Regions from separate parts of the Mus musculus genome. Here regions 1, 2, 3, 4, 6 and 7 are each linked to region 5. Evidence: chromatin contacts called from public Hi-C, HiCAR-type, HiChIP or PLAC-seq and promoter capture Hi-C data. All regions are on one chromosome and are shown on one strand. The core of a region is the stretch at or near the end of the contact, and the rest is flanking DNA. Distances in the headings are between cores, read along the strand shown.

Region 1 (2,711 bases), core at 115-2,614, 730 kb after region 5:
CTCAGTTCCTGCCCTGTTTTCACTCTGTGATGGACTATTACCTTGGGAAGTTTAAGATGAAATAAACCCTTTTCCTTTGAGGATTTTTTTTTTTTTTTGGCAATGATATCTTATTCCAGCTATTGAAACCATCAAATATTTTTTCATTGGGTAAGAAACTCTAATTTTCCCTTTTATGTATTTCTTAACTTTTGCAATTGATGCTCTCAGCTCCAGCTTCTCAACTCCACTGAGGATGCAGTGGGAACACTAAGGGACACTTGGTATAAGGCAACCGAGGAGGTAAAGACAAGATGGCTTGCTCTGTCCACTGTACAGTGTCAGACAAATGTTCCCAAGTAGGCATACAGTGGTGTGAATTTTTCTTTTCATAGAAAAAAATCAACCAGGCCTTTAAAATAAGACTTTTCTAATTTTACACATTTGCAAATGATTCAATATTTTCAAGAACACATGGAAATCCAAACCTTTGAGCCTGTTTTAGCTTATGTCCATCAGGTGGTAACAGGATTGTTGTCTGCCTATTTTTGAAAGATAACTGTCTTTTTTTTTCCTGCTGATCGAGCCTGGCTTTATGGATTTTTGTCTATTGAGTCACAGGAGTGAAGAACATATGTTAGCTGATTCATATCTATTACACTTCCATATCCATCTCTATTATACCTGCACACTTCTTTTCAAGGAAACAGACAAAGGAACTGAGAAATGGTGGCTGGTAGAAGTTCAGGATTCATGATCTTAGATAATGTTTCAATTTGCTTTTTAATATGTGACAAGGAGTCAAGTGTCTTTGGCTGCCTCTAAGTAACAAAATGGCCTTGAACTCTCCATTCTTTAATCCTTCTACCCTCAAGAGTTTAAATTTCAGGTAAAGGAATTTTCCATTTATTTTCAAGGTACTAAATGAATCATTGTTTTCCATTTCATGCACTCATAATATGTGTGTGTGTGTGTGTGTGTGTGTGTGTGTGTGTGTATACAGGCTTATAGAGACACAGTGACACACACAGATAGATAGACAGACACACATACAAACATTAAGTGTGGAAAGTAACCTGATTCCTTATTATACATACACAAGGCATTTCCTGTCATTTGGCCTTTTGACATTCCCAGTATGCTCCATAGCTGATCCTGGAAGGGGATTTTATGTAGTTTAAATCACTTGAAGGAAAAATAAAAGAAAAAAAAAAAAAAAAAAAAACAGAACGGCAAGCCTGGAATCTCATTTCTTTTTTCTCTGGGGAATATCCTTGTACTAAATTGACATCAACACATGATAGAAATTGGTCACTCCCTGATATAGTCATTCAGGAATTTTTGCTATTTTAAGGCCTATTATTATTTCCAGCAGTTGCTACTTCATCATTCAGCCAAATACAGTCATCTAGAATTGCCTGACATAACAGTAGTTCTGTCATTGGCTGTAACTCCCTAGTAGTCAGACCTGCTACTTACTTCTGCCATGGTCTCAGCAAGAGCTTGTGGGTTAGGGGTCTAAGAAGAAATGCAGTCCAGTCTGTTTTCTTGTCTCTTCTTTGGCATTTTCTAGAAATCTAGGCTTGTCTGGTAATCCTGAGCAGCCTATATAAATAAAGTCAAACTGACTTTGAAGACATACCCGGCCTCATCCAGTCATAGCATCTACTTTGATGTGCTATGTGTGCACATGTGTGTGTGCATGTGTGCATGTGTTTGTGAGTGTGTGCACGTGTGGATGTGTGCAGACATGTGGCATAAGAATAATGCCAGTGAAAAACACAGAAGATGAAAGCTTTCAGACATAAGGGAAAAATATCTAGGGAAATATTCAAAAAGAAATAAGATGAGATTGTATAATAAATAAGTAAAGATGATCTATGCACAACATACATCCAGCTGCAAGCTTTCTGTTGAAATTCTGAGAATATTTCTTATCCTTAATAGAATTTCTTCAGTTTTACATGGGAATATACAATGTGGTTAGTTTTTTTTTTATCTGATTACTTATATTGTTTTTGGTCATTTATGCTGTTTCATAACAGATTTATTCCATTTTTTGGTAACATGTATCATTGTTCCTAGAAACTCCTTTGCTTTATATTCAAGGTTTGTGAATGGCTAGGGTCTCAAAACTTGGATAACTGAATATTAGTTAACTTAAACATTAATAAATTCCTAAATAGAACTTGTACAGATATATCCTTACATAGTCCTAAATTTGGCTCATTTCAGGGAATAAGTCAACAGAGGCTGTCAGGAGAAAGCACATGAGGATACACTCTGGGGAAGACTCTAAAGTGGGACTGGAAAGAGGTCACCGCAAACCATAGTTAATAATGACAAGAAGGCTATATTTGTATTTATTAAAAATAAGTTAACTACCTACATGCACAGAACTACAATTCATTTGGATATTTTAAACGATAAAGTATATGTTTTTAAAATAGAAAAGGCATATATTTGCTGATAACATTAATGAAATAAGTGTACAATTTAGGGAAAGATCAGTGTTAACAGATTTTGCTAGTTGGAAAGAAACATTTGTCGTTCTACTTGGGTGTAAAGACATACTCTATCTTTCCACAATTACAAGAATTTCTGGAACAACTGGCTGTATGCTACCACTGTAGGTAGGTTCAGACCACAGGTACTCTTTGTCCTCGAGCTCGTATTGAGACTCATGTTACAGCCTCTAAATTTCCTGAATAGTTATTCCATGCCATGTTTAG
Region 2 (2,700 bases), core at 96-2,595, 650 kb before region 5:
GCTGACTGTGTTTTGAATAACTTCTTAAGAAAGCATTAAAGGGGAAAAGAGAGACAAGACAGACAGTCCCCAGTGCTGTTCTCCGAGGATTCACAGCCCAGCAAAGGAATGGGCAGGGTACCGAGGGCTATGAGAGAAGTGGGGGTAAGAACATGTGGGGCCCCCTGTGTTGGGAACAAGGCTCATGATGGAGCTGTTCTGTGTGAAAGAAGGTAGTTGGCAAAAGGAAAAAAGAAGTCCATGATCCGACCTGTTGCATATGCTAAAAGCTGGCTTTCTTCTTCTTTTTTACTTGAAGCCACTTATTAGCAGGGCCTGTCTCAGTTGGAGGCCCTGCCTTTTTGCTTACAGACTGTCTGACGCCTTTATAAAGTGGGCCACTGCATTGTTGATTACTACACACCAGGGTGGTCTGCGAGCCGCTGTTTTCTGCCATCCCACAGTGAGACAGCATCTTCTGAAGTTCTAGTCTCATATGTCCTTAGAGAATGGTTTGTGTTTCCTAAGCAGCTTAACTCTGGATGATTTACATGTGACATTTTAAACTCTGGTTGTGTAATGCCTGGTCTGGGAATTATATACGCTGGGAACAATTTTTCAGGTCTGTATATGACAACTAGCTATACTTTGCGTTGTCTATCCGGGAGACTGGAGGAGGAAGACACTCACCCGCTGGATCGCAGGGGAATCTGAAACCTGTGTGTCTACTGCAGAGTAGCATAATGTAATAGACACGCCGGCCACACACTGAAGTTTCATATTCACACAGTTATTGGTCAATCCAAATTAGATTCCTTTGACTTCGACTAGAAAGGGAAAAGGAAAGAGATTGGCACAAGATAAAAAGTAATCAGTTTCCTCAGGCTGAGTTCATTTTCTCCCACCTACTCTTTTGCTACTCTTCTCCCTCTGTGCCCCCCCCCGCCCCCCCCCCCGCCCCAAGTAAAACTTTATATCTTGGATGTCGGAATTTGTCTAGCGACTTCTTAAAACTTCAAAACCAGATTCAATCTGTAAAAGAAAACACGGTATTTGAATTCACCTTCAGGAATGTTAAGAGGAAAAAAAATCACAAGGTGGAAAAAAAAAAAAAAATAATCAATGCTAGCGTGCTAACGAACCAAGCTAGCCCAGATTTGAACAGCTAGAGTATGTTACAGTACAGCATATACAATCCACGTGGTGGTTGTAACACACGTGTGTGTAGATGTGTAAAAGAGGAAATTAGCTTCCACTTGACGAGATGGGAAACCTCAGTTCTTATTTTAAAGCAATCAGTTGAGCACGGCTAATGAGGAGATCACCCAAGAGTTTTTAAGAGAGACAGACAGCGGCTCTCTGCTGAGGGTATACTTAGAACCGGCTCCCATCGCAGTGCTGACTGAGGGATAACAGGAGGAACGCGTTTAAAGACCCGGTTGTTCCGTTCATTCTGCAAAAACACATTCTTCTCCAATTACACCAAATTATTATAGTTATTTTATGTGGTACTGCAGTGCTGCCTGTATGTGAATCATTGAGTTATAAACAAAGAAGGCGTTCCAAGCCGTAACTATAAGAGGACAAGCCAGGGAGAAATCATTTGGGGAAAACAATCCATCTTTAATTCTGCTCTTATTCTGTCCGTCAGAACTCTTTTATCTCAGTTTGCTAATGTACATCATATTTGTGTCATGTTAACTTTTAATAAAGTTGCCAAATAACTGGTGATATCAAGCATAGCCATCCAAGATTTGCACTGTACTTTTTTTTTTTTTTTTATGTAAGGTATAACTCTCTCTTGAAAGACTAACCATGCCCAACGGTTCTCATTGATGTAAAAGGGGGAAAATGGGTCCCATGTTTTCATGCACACATCCCTCTTCATTATCTGTGTGTGGGGGGGGGTCACTGTTTTCAAAATAGTTATATGAATCTACAGCCCAAGAAGACTATGCATTAATCCTCAAAATATCCCTCCACTCAGAGGATTGGTGCTCCAAAACCTACATGGTTCCCTGCATGTATAATTAAACTACATGGTTCCCTACTCATATTGTTAAACTCTATAGGAGTCTTCTACATCTGCATAAGGCTAGACACTTACAGTATTTGAGGCTCTGTAACAAAAGGACAAAAAAAAAATCTACATTTTGCCCTACTACTTAGATGGCTTCCTGTCTCTTGATTTCTTTATTTGAGCTTCTTCTATGCCTTACTTAAGAGTTATTGTGAAATATCCATAGAATGCAGAAACTGTCCTAATAATTTATAGGCATGTGCAGAAAAATGTAAATGTTGAAATTTAAAGGGCATATCCTAATAGTTTAAATGCAGGGTTAAGAAAAGCTTATGTGTGAAAAGCCTATTTTTCTTTTACATTTAATTAACAAATATGCTGGATTTGGTGATATATACATATAAATCCCAGCACTTGAGAAGCAGAGAAAGGTGAATATTTTGTGAGTTCAAGGCCACTTTGGTACACAGGGCGAGTTTCATACCAGTCAGAACTACACAGTGAGACCTTGTTTCAGAAAAGAAAAAAAAAAGCTTTTCTCCATTCAGGAGACTTCATGGTTCTTTGAAAGTGATGTAGTAGGTGTTTTTATGTCAAGCATGAAAGTCTCCCATCTAGTTTCTCCTGTCAGAACCTGAGAATCAGGCTCTGGGCATGAGGATGTTTTGTGTAATTGTATTTTGTGTCCTTGGGTTGGGTTT
Region 3 (2,795 bases), core at 209-2,708, 680 kb before region 5:
ACCATTTACTTTTCTAATAAAGTTTCGGAGTTGTGTGCTTGTGTTTGCCTATGCGCTCGTGAGTGCATGCGTGCGTGTGTGTGTGTGTGTGTGTGTGTGTGTGTGTGTGTGCGCGTGTGTGTGTGTGTGTGTGTGTTTAGGTTTCCACTTAAAGTTCAGTGCCAAAGCTACAGTACTGATACATTTTCTAAATGTGTTTTAAGCAATAAGTTGTACAACATTTTTAGAACATGTGTTAAACTATTTCTCTAAGAATGAAGCTCTTAACAAAACATAAGCACTCTGCATGAGATCTTAGCAGCGAAGTGCTTAAAAGATAAAGTAAGAATTGGTACCATGGGAAGAACACCAGCTGTAGAGCGCACAGGTCCATTATGAGAAGTATGGTAGTGGGTAGGGAGAAAATGATTTAATCAGGAGTAAAACCAATTTTATTATAAGGGCACGCAGGGGGTGTGGCGCCATAGGGAGAGGGACATTTCAAAATATCTGACAGATTTCAACAATGTGAAAACCTCGTTCTTTAAAGTGACAGTAAACCCCATCAGGTCTCCCTTTTTGATGCTATTGTTAACAGTTGACTGTTTAAAGCTGGCCTGCTAAGATGCTGTCGGCCTATTTCAATAGTGCACAGCCAAAGAAAAGACTAATTGTTGAAACACAATCAATCAAAATGATTGCAGGGCAGGGAGAAGGTCTCCTCTGATGATTTTGTTGGGAGTCATATTAGTGTGTTATGATTGAAAGGAAGAGGGAGAGAACCCTGGGGCATAAACGGGCCCACCTCATCCCCCTTTCACAGACAAACTACTGAGCGGCAACTTAACATACAAACACCGAAAATAATAGTCCACTCGAAAAAAATAAATCTGATAGTGGTGTGGGCTAATATTTTTAAAAGGATATGAACACTATTAGCAAAACAGTTCCTGCAGAGAATCCCCCACGGTGACACTTCTCAGCTTCCCTTACTTCTCTCCCCCCACCCCCACTTTGGTGCAAACTGCTCCTAGACACTCATAGAGCTCACACTGCGGGAGGGGGGCTTGTGACTATGAGCTCAGACAGCATCAAAACAGAGAAAAAGTTCCAGTTAGCCAAATACCTATAAGCTCTTACAAGAATTTTCAATTAACTGTATTGTAACTGATAACTTTGTGCTTCCTTAAGTCCAAAATCAAAAATCACTTCTATGTTGCTTATTTTATAGATGAGCAGAAATGCCATAGTAACTTGCATCCTCTTAATTATATGTAAAGATGCCACTTCTAGACAACAATCATCCCTTGTGTCTGAGAATGATCTCAGATCTCCCTACTGACAGTCAACGGATCCTGAGAGGCACCTAGCACACTCGCTTGCTACTGAGCATTCATGTTGGCATCAAAGTTCTTTAGTGTGTCGCTGTGGCAACTCACTCAGGCTTCCCAAGCAAATATTTTTGTTACTTCCAAAGAGTTGGTTAGCATTTGTGGTTTGTTATCATTTTGGCAGCTTTGCATAGCCTGCATAGGCCAACAGGGGTCTGTCTAATATTGTTGCTGGGCACATTTTTCTCACTGAGATGAAAACTGAAGAAAAATATTTCTGAAGCAGTAAGAAGGAATTAATTTACTTTCTCCTCCATATTCTATTCCTTGCTGACTTTACATTCAGGAGAAGAGAGAGAGAGAGAGAGAGAGAGAGAGAGAGAGAGAGAGAGAGAGAGAGGGAGAGAGAGAGAGTCAAACCGAGAGAGAGAGAGACAGAAAGAGAAAGAAAAATAAAATTGTTAGCCATTATTCCCTTGTACATAGCAAGGCTAACACATGTAAAGCAATAACTCGTTTTCTATTGCCATGTTTAGCATATGTCTCCTGTTGGCTCAGCAAGGCCTTCAGGCCTGTCCCTTGAGCCAGCCATCGCTGGCAACTCTTAGCCCCTCGGCCTCAAAACCAAATAGCTTTGAATCATGTTGCGCTGTGATGCTAATTTTCATACTGATGCATTATGGGAATAACCGTATCTGACATACTGTGTCAATGGTACTGTCTCTTTGTGTCCCTTGTTTTTTGTTAGCTGCATTCCTACAGATGGTATTCCATTGAAAATGTTCCCTTCCTACAGAAAACGGGAAGAAAAAAAAATTCATGCACAGCACCAAACCTCTAGGTGCAGAAGGCTGTTAACGGTTGCTGATGATAGTAGGCAAACATTAACATAATAATTAGTGTCTTGTAATTGTTTCATTAAAACCAGTTGTTCCATTTCTCCTCGTGTTTTCCCAGAAGAGAAGCTGAATTTGGATGACAGCCAGTGGGAGGACATCCACGTCGTCACCGGAGCACTGAAGATGTTTTTCCGGGAGCTGTCTGAACCGCTCTTCCCTTACAGTTTCTTTGAGCGGTTTGTGGAGGCGATCAGTAAGTATACCCCATAAAGAAGCCGGGTGTGGTGAAATTATTTACAATAGTGAGATCAATACCGATCGTGACCACAGAGAACAGAATATGTGCCCCGTGCTCGTATCTGTAGCCTTAGGTTTTGTCATTTTGGGTGGTTTGTTTTATTCTCACCCTGCAATATTATTTGAGCTTTAAAACCAAAATTATTCAGACCAAAGGGAGAGAGAGAGAGAGAGAGAGAGAGAGAGAGAGAGAGAGAGAGAGATCTATTTAAGGCCACCAAATTTAAGCTTTCTCAAATGAAAATAGCTTCTCTTGCAATCTGGTTTATAGGGTCAACGCGTGTACTCCCAGTCCCTGCCTTGATATTTTCAGAATTGCACTGTTTGCAGACAAAGAGATCTTGCAAGG
Region 4 (2,700 bases), core at 108-2,607, 680 kb after region 5:
GTAAAAATAAAGTTGAGCTTAGAAGAATGATGTGACAAAGACTGTGAATCGTGTTAACTGAACCACAAGCATTATAGTGCATTAAGAAGATAGTTTACCTGGTTTTATTTGAGCCTCATTGGATCACACAGATCCTCTGGATAAGGTCCTGAAAATGTTGTTTTTAATGACCCCACTCCTTACCAGTGCAGGGGCAGGCACATCCTTCTAGGTGAGATCTGGAAGGGACTGGTTATAAGCATAAGAGTGTAGGGGATGCAGAATGACACTGCTTGATGACACAAGAGTTTGCTAATCCTTCATCTGTCTTTTTCAAGGACATACACAGTTTATAGTCTCATCAAAATATTGCTGCTTGTCTTAGATCTTATTTTTATATGTTGTAAAACTTTAACATACCCAAAAGATTGAAAGCTACATTCAGATTGAAATCAGAGTGAATAAATGGGACTTAATCCCACAGTCAGAAAGTTAGGATGCTGTGAAGGAGTCATTCTGCTTCATCCTAACGTCGGTGCTGTCCACATTTCGCACTTGGCTTTTATTTTATTTACATTGCTCTTTCTATTTTAACATTACATCATGAACTTTAAACAACTACTGGAGGATTTTAAAAATGGTTTTAATAACTGTTATATTTATTATTTCTGCATTCATTAACTCAGAAATTACTTCAACATTAATTTAGTAATGAACTCACTGTTTACCTACATGCTACTGAAGTAATTATAATCTATTCCTTTCTATGATTTTATCAGTGCCTTTTCTCTAGCTATCTGGAAAATAATAGTGAAAAGTTTAAACAAGAAACATATTCTAAGTGTAATGATCCCTTATTTAGTTTTATATACACAAATGGTTTCTCATATATATATATATATATATATATATATATATATATATATATATATATATATATATGCATATAATAAAAACTAGTGAGAAGGGGGGCCATGAATTTGAAAATGATCAAAGAGGCATATATGAGAGATTCTGGAGGGAGGAAAAGGGCACTAAAGTGACATAACTGTAGTATCTCAAAATTTAAAAAATTAAAAAGAGACTGTAATTTAACAAAGACAAGCAGATTTTAATTTATCCTAAATCCCTAATGTTTATGATTTATTCTGTGTCTTTTGCATTGTCTGAGCCTTATTTTATAAGTTTATGCTGTATTTGGGCTGAAGTTTTTATGACTGTGACCAGTTACCAGTGGCATTTGTGTTAACCCAAAAGAAAAGAATGAAGTGCTCAGGGCTTGAGATCATTCATCTGGATTTTCAGCTCTCTTCATGTGAGGATTTGTGAGCCCAGCAAAGAGAAAGAGTTAAGCCTATTCTCCTAGTTGGCACAAACTTTGTAGTTTAAAATTACATACTGACTCTGGTGTAGAGACACAAGAAATTATAGAGCAGACACTGTCCAGGACAACGTATAATTTAAAATGTACTAAAGAATGTATACTGCATGGCAAAGTAAGTGAAGTGCTTCTTCAAATCTAAGTGTTTTGCATAGAAAGGCAGTAATTATCCACTCCTAGAGAAATGTTTGCATTCATTCTAAATCAATATTTACTATTCATTTCTTGTGCTCAACAAAACAGGGATTTAACTTTTTTTAATTTTAATGAAGCACTAAGACTACAATATTTCTACAATGTAATTGTCTTGATATGAAATATTGCTAAATGGTGTTGCTATTTCGAGAACGAGCAGTGTGAAATGGAAGGGCAATCCTATTTGTGAAATGTTACTTTGGGAACATTCAATTCAAACTCAGCCAAGCAGGGCAACCCACCAGTTTTTTGAGATAACTTAAGCTGTCTCCTCCATAAGGCCCTTAACTAGGATCATGCAGATGAGTCTTTGCCTTTCTATTTCCTCCTTTCTCTTAATACATACTTCTTAATAAGAATTTGGTTTCAAGTCAACTGTTCCTCCTTCAGTCTCTGTTTTCTCCCTCTCCCTCCCACCTCTCCCACCCCTCCCTCTCTCTCCTTGGAACTCTCTCCTTCTCTCTCTCTCTCTCTCTCTCTCTCTCTCTCTCTCTCTCTCTCTCAAAACTATACTATAATGTTTTCCCCCTAAAAGAACAGACCCCCTTTATCCTCCAAATTCTCCACCACAGTTTAATTCAAAGGAGTTTCCAGGAAGACAGAATGGAAGAGAAGAAAACAGAAGGCATGCACACTGTACATTTCCAGTAATTTTTAAAATTTATGGAGCGTGCCATCTGACCACTGTGTGACTTTTCCTTAGGAATGACTACTCACTTTTTAAAGGAGAGACTACAGAGAGAATTGCAGAATATAACACCAAGTTCCATCATAACCCAGAAGCTTTTCTTTGAGAGCAAAAGCTGGAATAGTTTTTGTCAAGTTTTGTGTCAGAATATAACCTACATCCATTATACCCATTTCATTAAATGCTCTGTAAATTCTTTTCCTTCTTCCTTAGAGTTCTGCTCCTATACTGGGAAGAGCTCAGAACTCAAGGTTCTCTGTTATTCTTTCTCTTTTTATTCATGCAGTTATTATTGGGGTAGTTTATTTTCAAATGGATATTTCTCTGAAATTGTCAACATATTCACGATATTTTTCAGATTTTAGAGTGACTGCCTCATTTGATACTAAAATTTCACCAGTGCAATGTTTTTTTTCTGATTAATACATTCTATTATCTCCTAATGTCATTTTTAATG
Region 5 (2,847 bases), core at 200-2,699:
CAAGAGTGTCTATCAGAAGGGTCCATCTAGTAAATCCTTAATAAAGGCAAGTAGTTCTGTTAGTTCCTTCTAAATCTCTGGAAAATGTAAAATAGTGAAGCTGAATAACACTGCTGAGGTCCCTCACCAACAGAGAGTCCTATTAGTCTAGGATTTATAAGGTAAAACTGTCAGCATGATTTCAGAACAGAAGTAAAGACACTGTGTTGCTATAAAGTGTATTCGTAGGTATGGTTTAAGTTTGTCGGAGTATCCTGATTCAAAATGTGTTTCCCCAATCCTCAATATTAAACTGTTTCATTAAATACAGAACAAGACCCTAAGGACAACAGTGTATAATTCTTCTCAGTTGAAGCTGAGAATCTATTTCACATCAAAACCTGGAATGTACTAATGAAAATTCAGTATCTCACTGGGTATGTGGGTTCCAACATGAAACTCTTGTCACTGATAAAGCTTAAGGTAAACGGGTTAATAAGACACAATAAAATGGCTCTGTTGAGTTATACTGCCTTTTCCCCCACAGCAGTTCCTTTACCTAACCACTACAGTAAGCTTTAAAGTCAACTTCAGGGGTGCTAAGTCACGCAAGCTGGGCACAGAGGGGACGATGATCCTCAGCGTGGAGAACGATCGCCTTCAATTCACGTTTTCCATTTCCTTAACTGTGATACAGATGGGAGGGAAAATGTAAGCCCTTTCCTTTGAACTTCCCAGGGCCTCAAGGCACTAACTTTAAGAATTATTTCAAAGCTTATCCAATGAGGGGTAGTTCTACGACTGTAAAAGTTGCACGAGCCCCGCGAAGTGGGAATTGGGGTGCAGACGCTGCCTATCGCGAGATCGAGGGTTAAACTGATTTATTAATGCAACTTTGCTGTCGTTCGGTTAGTTGTAAAGACTTATTAACTCCAAGAGCCCTTCCTCGCTTTAGAAAGCCCCGTCAGGCGGGATCCTGCGGAAACATCAGGCCTATGCCGAATCCTCTAATGAGGGGCCGCGAGGTGTTGGGTCTCGCCGCCTGAGGTGGATCCCGAGTAGGAAAGCGCAGGCCAGGCCTTGCTGCGCGGGAGCCATGGCACGATGTCCCAGTGTCCGCCTGGACTCTGCCCTTCCCAAGCTCCGCGCTAGGGAAAAGCATCGCCCGGGGCCACAGCGCGGCCGGGCAGAGCAGGAGGCCGCGCGTGCGCCCGGGAAGCGCGGCCCCGGCTCCGCCCTCCTCCCCCTCCGCTCCTCGCGGCCGCCGCCCCACTGGGAACTCCGCGCGGCGCGGCCCCGCGAGGCGGGCGCCGGGAGGGAGGGGCCGCGCTCCCCGCCTCCCGCGGCCAGCGCAGCTCCCAGCCAAGGCGACTCACCTCCTCCTCCTCCTCCTCCTCTCCTCCTCCTCCTCCACGGCTCCCTCCAGGCCACCGACAGCCCAGCTGGCGACGCGCTGACGCCGAGCCCCTCCCCCGCGGCCGCCACCGAGGCCGCAGCCCCTCCCCGCTGCGGCTGCCGCGGCCTTGGGGCGCGTCAGGCGCCGGCCCCGCCCTCGCCCCGCCCCTCCCCGCCCACAAGCCTGAGGCTCCGCCCCCGGACGGCGGCCTCCACGCCTAGTCGGTGACTCAGAGGACGCGCGGTGCTGGGCGAACTCTCCACGGTGGCGCGGCTCCTCACACCTGCTCTCCGCCCACGGGCCCCGCGTACGCTTTCCAGTCAGGCCAGCGCCCCCGCCGCCCCTTCGGCTTTTCCGTACTCTCTCTCACTCCTCTGGTCGCTGCCTCCGCTCGCTCGCGCTGCGGCCTTCTCTTCCCCTGAGAGGTCTGGGGGCTGACTCACCGGCTCGCACGTTCTCAGGCAGGTGGCTAGCCGGCACCTGTAGTCCCCTTCCCTGTCCTTCCGGGCGCGCCTAAGCCTCGGGGACCCCGCAAGGCGAGTGCACACCCTCCTGCAGGTATTGGTCAGCACGCCCCGCTTTCCCCCCCCCCCCCCTCGGAATTCTTGCGGGACCTCTCCTAGCCGATGCTGGCGTTTCCTGTACTTAACTTATATGCAGCCTTTTGGCTGTCGAGACTATACGTATTACAGATGCATCTTAGAGTATTAATAATAACATATCTGCGGTCCCCACAAGAGCAGCTACAGAGCAATTAAAAGTCAGAAAGAATCCAAGAAAGTCTAAATGGTTTCTATTAAAAATAGGAATTTATCTCCCTTACATTTCTGTGAGTCTGAATTAGTGATTTCGTATTTGGGATCACGTTGTGGATTAAATGATTCATGCAAAGACAGAACATGCAACGGTAGGTCTATGCTTTTATCTGGTAACTTCATTTTTAAAGCTACAACTTGGAACAGACTGTAGTGCAGAAATGCATTAAGCATACCAAAATAACAGAGCCTGATTAGGCCTTTGGAGTTACAACCACAAGTTGCTTAAAGTTATGTGAGAAAACATTGTTATCCTTAAATTGAACAGTGAAAACGATCTTCTGTTCTAAACAAAGCCCACACTCTATGTGGACCTCCAAAGCTTAAAACCTCTGTTGACTTGAACAACAGTATCCCGAGCATTTAAAAAGCCTAATAAACCATCTGTCCATCTACTTTTACACAAATTGGGAAACACAAAAAAAGTGAATGCAGAAAGCTGAAAATGAGAATTCCAAATGGCAAATGGATCTAGTAAATCCTTTTTCACAGAATAAAATATTGGGGAAAAGCCCAAAGCCTACTATTATTCATCAATCTGGAAAAAGCCATAATTTTATACATGAATTGTATACTTAAGATCACCGGGAGTCTTTATTATTATTTTGCTGATTAAGATCTGAAGTCCAGAGAAAATGAGTTGCCTAGCCAATATGC
Region 6 (2,700 bases), core at 39-2,538, 760 kb before region 5:
AATCCCCACAGAATATCCTAATTTTGAGTCAACACATATAGTAAGCAGAAATCGGCAAAAGGTCAGAAGATAAAGCAGCTCACTGAATTATAGCATCAACTCCACTCAGGTAACACTAGTCCTCATGTGCATCTCATGCTGGGAAGGGGCCTCTGAAGACAGGGCCTTCTAAGTGGAGGGTGGTGAAGAACCAAGCTCCCTTGTGCTCTACAACAAAAGTTTTGACTTAGAAAAAAACACAACATTAAAAAAAGAAGAAGAAAAGGAAAGAAAAACATAACATGCTCTCTATACAGTTAATTCCTCAGTTGTGTAGCTGGGAGAAGTATACTCACCAACCACTGGCCCTACAGAAAGCGAGCACTCAGCTTTGAGAAAATAAAAGGTATCTGTCCAGATATAGATTATTCCTCATGTAAAATAGTTAAGGAGAAACTTGTTTCTGATTTCTGACTATTTGGAGGCTTGAGAAAATTTGCTCATAGGATAGATATCATGATGAAGAGACCCAAGCCTGCACTTGGGACATAGTTATGTTTTGTATAACATGTGGTCTGAGGGTAGGTGCATAGGTGGCATGGAACTTCACCTATGAATTCATTTGAAGCTCTATGTTGAATTTCAGGCTTTGGTACATTTCAGATTCCAGATTTTCAGATGGATGTACAACCTGTACAACAGTACACATGCCTACTGTTTAGTTAATTCTGTCTTTTAATCACAGGAGCAACTAGATAATTGAATAACAACCATAATAAAGAAATTCTATGAACAGAGGACAGGGAGCTAAGGCCATCATTTAGCCACAGAGTGCTTGTCTACCATGCACAATGGTTTCATCTGGGCTTATTCCTTAGTGCAATAAGGAAGCAGTGGAAAGGGGCAGTAGAAAAACACAGGTTTTAAGCAATAGAACAAAAACAACATGAGTCTGAAAAGTCCCAGGTGTAGAGCGTTTCTTAGAGAGATTTTGGTGCTCAATTCAATGATAATTTAAAATAAATCCTTGAGAAAGGAAAAAGACAATTTCTCCAAAATCATCCACTTGATCTCAGAGAAAGTAAAAGCCTTATGAAACTGAAACAAATATTCATGCCATCAGTTATGAAACAGAACAACAGCCGTTGTGATGAGATAATTTTTTTACAAAGTACCATTCAGAAACATTTATGGATCAAAAACAATTCTTAAACCTTGAAGGCAAGAGAGAATCACAATGGGGTGTGAGTGCTGCTGGCTCTGTCCTTGCTGAACTTGCCACATGGCTGTGACTTAAGACTAAAGGAAACCAGCCCCTCCTCCTCAGGGCCTTGCCAGCTCTGTGGCTGAACTAAGTCTACTCAGGCTTAGGCTTCTTCAGTAGAGAAAACGAGGGAACAACATTTTTAAATCCCCTGCAGCAACACCCAGCAACTTGCACCAAAGGTCAGCGTTGTTCTGAAACGTGAAATGTCAGCTGTTGAGTAAGCAAAGGATACTTCAGAGAATGTGGTTCTTCTCTTCTGAGAAATCTTTGCAATCCTCTTCATTCCGGTCTGGTTTGTTTTAAACAAAAGTGCGTTCGTTGACTTGGTCTCATCATCTTCCCAATGTATTCCTAGCACAGCAAACAAACCCCTCAGGCTGCATCCACTCATGGTATTTACTGAAAAAGAGCTCACTCTCAGAGTAATTTGTCTCAACCTTCACCAAAGCACAGTGTGGGCACCTTGAAGACACCACTCATTTAAAACTCATACCAAGTCTAACTTTGTTTCCAAAATGAGTAGTTCCCAGTCCAGCAAGGATAATGTGGTCATGAAAAGGATGTCCAAAGCCACCAATTTACATTGGTTTGGTTTGGCAAAACTTTCAAAGTTCTTAGAGTAAAAAAGGACTGACACGTGAATAACTCCAATTCAGATAATGCTCTCTCAGGATTTCAAGGTTACCATTCTGTGAGCCATTCCTGGGAGAGCTAATCAAGTCTGAACCTAGATAATTTATAACTACTGAACTTCACTGATAGGTTCCAGATTATTTTTTTAATGAAATGCTCTGCTTTCTAATATGCACTTTGTCATTTTTCTCTCGACTTACAAAACTTTAAAAGTATGATAGCAGAGGGCAGAACCCATTCAAAGGAGGAGCCACTAAGGTCGGAGATTGTTATTATTTGCAAGATAGATGATATTCATATCTCTGAATCTCAAGGGCTTAGAAGCTGTGTCATTACATCCGTACTACATCTAATATGTTTTACTTCACTCCCCCTCACTCTCTGGTTTCTAGCTGAAGCCACAAACAGTTTCTCAGCTATGACTCAGTTACCCAACCGCAGAAGTGGCACAGGTCTGAATTATCCTCTCCATCTCTATCACCAACACACCCTGCTTTTGTCCCAAAGGAAAATGGGTCATTCATTTAGGATAAGTCTGCTTTCTTTAAACACTATAGTGCATTTCATTTGTTCCCATGTAATATATATATCCAATCCACACTACTGTTTCAAATTTTTTGATTACTGAATTTTTTAAAAATTTTAAAAATTAAAAAAAAAAGTACATTTCTGCAGAAATTTCCAAAATACCAAGGCTGCAGCTTCAACTTACAAAAGCTTGGGACTCTGAGGCATTTCAGTGGTTGCAGTTCACTCTGCAGCCCAAGACAACATACACTTCAAATACATCTAAAATATAATATTATGAGCCTTAGACAATA
Region 7 (2,700 bases), core at 26-2,525, 700 kb before region 5:
TGATTGTATTGGCTCCCATTTGTTTGGTAACTCACTAAAAATAATTTCTTAAAACATCTAGCTAATTATTTCTTCAACACCTCCATTTGATCTCTCTGTGCACTCAGCCCAAATCAGAGTAATTAAAAACGAAATGGAAAAGACACCAACAATTTATGACAATTTCTTTTTGAACCACTATATGTGAACATGAACATTCTCTCTCTCTCTCTCTTTCTCTCTCTCTCTCTCTCTCTCTCTCTCTCTCCATATATGTGCGTGTGTGTGTGTGTGTATAGTCAATTTATATGTAAAATATCTGTACCCAAACTTATAACCTATTCTGTAAAGGAATTTTCAATATTGGAAATGTTATATGATTTTGAACAAGTTAAAACTATAAACATTTCCTAGGGTGAAGCCTAAAGTTTGGACCACTCACTGTAGGCTCTGCCACAGGTGAAAACCTAAAGGGCCAGTGACCTTGTACCTTTCTTCACCTGTCCTGCCTCGCCACACAGACAGAAACCTGCCCAAACATGGTGGCTAAATGACATTATAAAGTTACTATACATGGAAATACTAAATGTTTTCAGTTTTGAAATATCTCTACAAAGCATAGCTATACACATGACTTACTTGTGACTTTACTACTTCTCAAGGACTCTGTGAGATGACTTTCTTCTGAGATTTTGACCAGATTTGCCATATCATGTTCCTAGACATGAGAGACAATTACCCCACATTTATTTGACATGACTATTCTAATTTGGCTAGAGAGTTAAGCACCACAATTCTTCTGTCTCAGGTAGCAAAGGATCGGAGAGGACACTTCAAAGATTGACCTACTTGAGAGGATTGCTTGGCAGAGGAGCCAGATTCGACTCTGTCCCTGGTGGATTTCATAACACTTATCTTTGGACTCAGAACACTTGCCAAAGAAATTTTCCTTCCTTGAGCAAGTACCTCTGATAAGTTGTGGTCTCAGGAGTTTACAAACATCTATGCATTATCAAAAGCTCTGTGAATTATTGCTCATCTAAATACCAGCTATCTGGACTTTTGTTTCAGATTGCTTTTTCATCTTTAGTTGCTCGCATTTCCTGTTGTGACCTTTGCGTTTCAGAGAAAAACAAGTGAGGGGGGGAGAGAGAGAGAGAGAGAGAGAGAGAGAGAGAGAGAGAGAGAGAGAGAGAGAGAGAATCTTTTATTGTGACAGAGGTCCTAAGTTGGCCAGTAAATTTGCCACGCACTCTTGGAATGCTGTTTTGCAGTTTCAAAAGTGGCCATACCCAGCTTCCCGGAATTTCTTTTCTGCCTGGAGGACACCACTGGAACAAGGAGAGCCTTGTTAACAAGTTGCAATGTCTCTCGCAAACAAAACAGGATTTGGATATAAATCATCGTTTCAGCTCAAAGAACTATGTTCTCCACCCCACTGAAGGGCTTCATTTACATCTAAAATAGTTACTACTGATCTCCAGCAGAACTCCTAAGTGGAGGAATGCAGCTGTCATGTGCTTAGTGACTCCAAGGTTAGGGAAGAAAGGCATTGCTAGCTTTAAGCACGTTATCACACTGACAGAGAGGCACCTTGTGTTCTCGGTGGATAGAGTGAGGATTGTGCTCTGTCCTGTTTCTTTCTTTCTTTTTTTTTTTTTTCTTTTAAAGAATACCTTTCCCCCTCCTTTCTCCCCAGCTGCAAAATGAAGGGTTGAAAATGTCACTTCAACTAATGATGAATGATGCTTGACCTCTGGATGGGTTACTCTGCATTTTATGCAATTCTCAATTAATATGAAAGATCCCAACTCAAAGGACTCGGGCCATTGGGGAGGGTTTCAAGAATGGATTTGTGTGACCAGTCAGTAGCTTGGAGGTTTTCTGGTTTGGTTTTTATTCTGTCTTTGTGGAGTGGTTTACTTTATAAGCAAGGTAAAGGACAGAGTCTGCTGATTTATTTTAATATGTGTTCTCCTGTGAGATTAATATCTTTTCTTCCTAGAAATATTGTCAGTAAGCAGAGGCAGTTTGCAGGAAAAAAAAAATCTCAAAAGGGCAACTGGCCAACATGTCTTTGTTGTTTGTATTTGAATATAATTAATTATGTAAAGCAATAGTTAGTGGAAGATTAACAATTAGTAGATTCTGTCAAGTAGTCACATGGAAATTACTAACTAATTGAGCGACTGGTCCTCTATTGTGTCAGAAACCAATGCTGAGTGTCGTTCTTTTCATCTTCTTACTTTGTTGTTTTCACAGATCTCCTTTTTTTCTAAGATGCGCGTTTCACAGCAGACTAATAAATAAATAACCCTGCTTGTGATTTCATAACAGACAAAGGGGTTTGAAATTTAAAAAACAAAAAACACCTGTTTTAATTGGCATGATGGTTTGTTCACTTTTTTAAAAAAGTGATAATCCTGACGCACCGAACTGACATTTCTGCAGCTTTGAATTTCCATCTGCATCTTATATTATGATGCTTCTGGATTGTCATGAGTTAATTATGTTAACTTGGGAAGCACTGCTTGCATTCCAAATGAAAAACTTCAGCTTGAATAGACAGAAAAGCAGATGCTATCTTTCTTGTCAATTGCTTTGTTGTGAGCTGCTTTGCAACTTTTCGTGTATTTCTGGATCTAAAGGGAAGTGTAAATCTATTTATTTTAAGTTTTACATAAACTACACAATTTCAATATTCTGTTTGGGCTGTATGTG

What was found. Promoter capture Hi-C pulls out the DNA fragments that hold promoters and counts their contacts. A called contact is a pair of places that touch in the nucleus more often than the background predicts. HiCAR-type assays count read pairs that join an accessible place to other places. HiChIP or PLAC-seq counts read pairs in DNA pulled down with a chosen protein or histone mark.
Region 1: a contact with region 5 is called in a HiCAR-type map of fibro-adipogenic progenitors, with 3 times the contacts expected there. The contact joins the enhancer-like site here to the promoter of Gtdc1 in region 5. A contact is called at or near these places in 1 of 39 promoter capture datasets (liver) and 2 of 115 datasets of contacts at active chromatin or transcription factors (bone marrow-derived macrophages and fibro-adipogenic progenitors).
Region 2: a Hi-C map of uterus shows a contact between it and region 5, with 5 times the contacts expected there. The contact joins the enhancer-like site here to the promoter of Gtdc1 in region 5. A contact is called at or near these places in 4 of 39 promoter capture datasets (the 3T3-L1 cell line, the HPC-7 cell line, cranial neural crest and 1 more), 1 of 15 datasets of contacts at CTCF or cohesin (the NIH/3T3 cell line), 3 of 484 Hi-C or Micro-C datasets (all in uterus) and 5 of 115 datasets of contacts at active chromatin or transcription factors (the SCID.adh cell line, acute myeloid leukemia, bone marrow-derived macrophages and 2 more).
Region 3: a contact with region 5 is called in a promoter capture Hi-C map of hippocampal neurons, with 5 times the contacts expected there. The contact joins the enhancer-like site here to the promoter of Gtdc1 in region 5. A contact is called at or near these places in 5 of 39 promoter capture datasets (the 3T3-L1 cell line, 3T3-L1-derived adipocytes, cranial neural crest and 1 more), 1 of 15 datasets of contacts at CTCF or cohesin (the NIH/3T3 cell line), 1 of 484 Hi-C or Micro-C datasets (cerebral cortex) and 2 of 115 datasets of contacts at active chromatin or transcription factors (heart atrium and neural progenitor cells).
Region 4: a promoter capture Hi-C map of 3T3-L1-derived adipocytes shows a contact between it and region 5, with 2.9 times the contacts expected there. The contact joins the enhancer-like site here to the promoter of Gtdc1 in region 5. A contact is called at or near these places in 3 of 39 promoter capture datasets (3T3-L1-derived adipocytes, hematopoietic stem and progenitor cells and liver) and 2 of 115 datasets of contacts at active chromatin or transcription factors (fibro-adipogenic progenitors and large pre-B cells).
Region 6: a Hi-C map of the C2C12 cell line shows a contact between it and region 5, with 2.7 times the contacts expected there. The contact joins the enhancer-like site here to the promoter of Gtdc1 in region 5. A contact is called at or near these places in 5 of 39 promoter capture datasets (the 3T3-L1 cell line, 3T3-L1-derived adipocytes, embryonic stem cells and 1 more) and 7 of 484 Hi-C or Micro-C datasets (the 3T3-L1 cell line, 3T3-L1-derived adipocytes, the C2C12 cell line and 3 more).
Region 7: a contact with region 5 is called in an H3K4me3 HiChIP or PLAC-seq map of neural tube, with 5 times the contacts expected there. The contact joins the enhancer-like site here to the promoter of Gtdc1 in region 5. A contact is called at or near these places in 5 of 39 promoter capture datasets (the 3T3-L1 cell line, 3T3-L1-derived adipocytes, cranial neural crest and 1 more), 1 of 15 datasets of contacts at CTCF or cohesin (the NIH/3T3 cell line) and 4 of 115 datasets of contacts at active chromatin or transcription factors (astrocytes, bone marrow-derived macrophages, embryonic forebrain and 1 more).

Annotation. Positions count from the first base shown.
Region 1 is chr2:45,654,942-45,657,652 of GRCm38.p6, forward strand. No RefSeq gene overlaps it. Among named protein-coding and RNA genes, the nearest start is that of 1700019E08Rik, 40 kb to the right of the region's middle. Within about 2 kb of position 1,365, at least 22 of the 459 cell types and tissues checked have an H3K27ac peak or open chromatin away from gene starts, as enhancers often do. A contact at or near this core is called in fibro-adipogenic progenitors, where this site is marked.
Region 2 is chr2:44,271,521-44,274,220 of GRCm38.p6, forward strand. The region is part of intron 12 of Arhgap15 (Rho GTPase activating protein 15); the gene reads left to right. Among named protein-coding and RNA genes, the nearest start is that of Gm52508, 56 kb to the right of the region's middle. Within about 2 kb of position 1,346, at least 19 of the 459 cell types and tissues checked have an H3K27ac peak or open chromatin away from gene starts, as enhancers often do. A contact at or near this core is called in uterus, where this site is marked.
Region 3 is chr2:44,240,838-44,243,632 of GRCm38.p6, forward strand. Arhgap15 (Rho GTPase activating protein 15) reads left to right here. Exons shown (of 14, transcript NM_153820.3): 12 at 2,268-2,402. Among named protein-coding and RNA genes, the nearest start is that of Gm52508, 87 kb to the right of the region's middle. Within about 2 kb of position 1,459, at least 23 of the 459 cell types and tissues checked have an H3K27ac peak or open chromatin away from gene starts, as enhancers often do. A contact at or near this core is called in cerebral cortex, hippocampal neurons and neural progenitor cells, where this site is marked.
Region 4 is chr2:45,604,529-45,607,228 of GRCm38.p6, forward strand. No RefSeq gene overlaps it. Among named protein-coding and RNA genes, the nearest start is that of Gm30848, 33 kb to the left of the region's middle. Within about 2 kb of position 1,358, at least 3 of the 459 cell types and tissues checked have an H3K27ac peak or open chromatin away from gene starts, as enhancers often do. A contact at or near this core is called in 3T3-L1-derived adipocytes, where this site is marked.
Region 5 is chr2:44,925,787-44,928,633 of GRCm38.p6, forward strand. It overlaps Gtdc1 (glycosyltransferase-like domain containing 1), which reads right to left and starts at 1,450. Exons shown (of 11, transcript NM_001362987.1): 1 at 1,356-1,450.
Region 6 is chr2:44,164,658-44,167,357 of GRCm38.p6, forward strand. The region is part of intron 10 of Arhgap15 (Rho GTPase activating protein 15); the gene reads left to right. Among named protein-coding and RNA genes, the nearest start is that of Arhgap15os, 100 kb to the left of the region's middle. Within about 2 kb of position 1,289, at least 27 of the 459 cell types and tissues checked have an H3K27ac peak or open chromatin away from gene starts, as enhancers often do. A contact at or near this core is called in the C2C12 cell line and muscle stem cells, where this site is marked.
Region 7 is chr2:44,221,031-44,223,730 of GRCm38.p6, forward strand. All of the region lies in intron 11 of Arhgap15 (Rho GTPase activating protein 15), which reads left to right. Among named protein-coding and RNA genes, the nearest start is that of Gm52508, 110 kb to the right of the region's middle. Within about 2 kb of position 1,276, at least 38 of the 459 cell types and tissues checked have an H3K27ac peak or open chromatin away from gene starts, as enhancers often do. A contact at or near this core is called in neural tube, where this site is marked.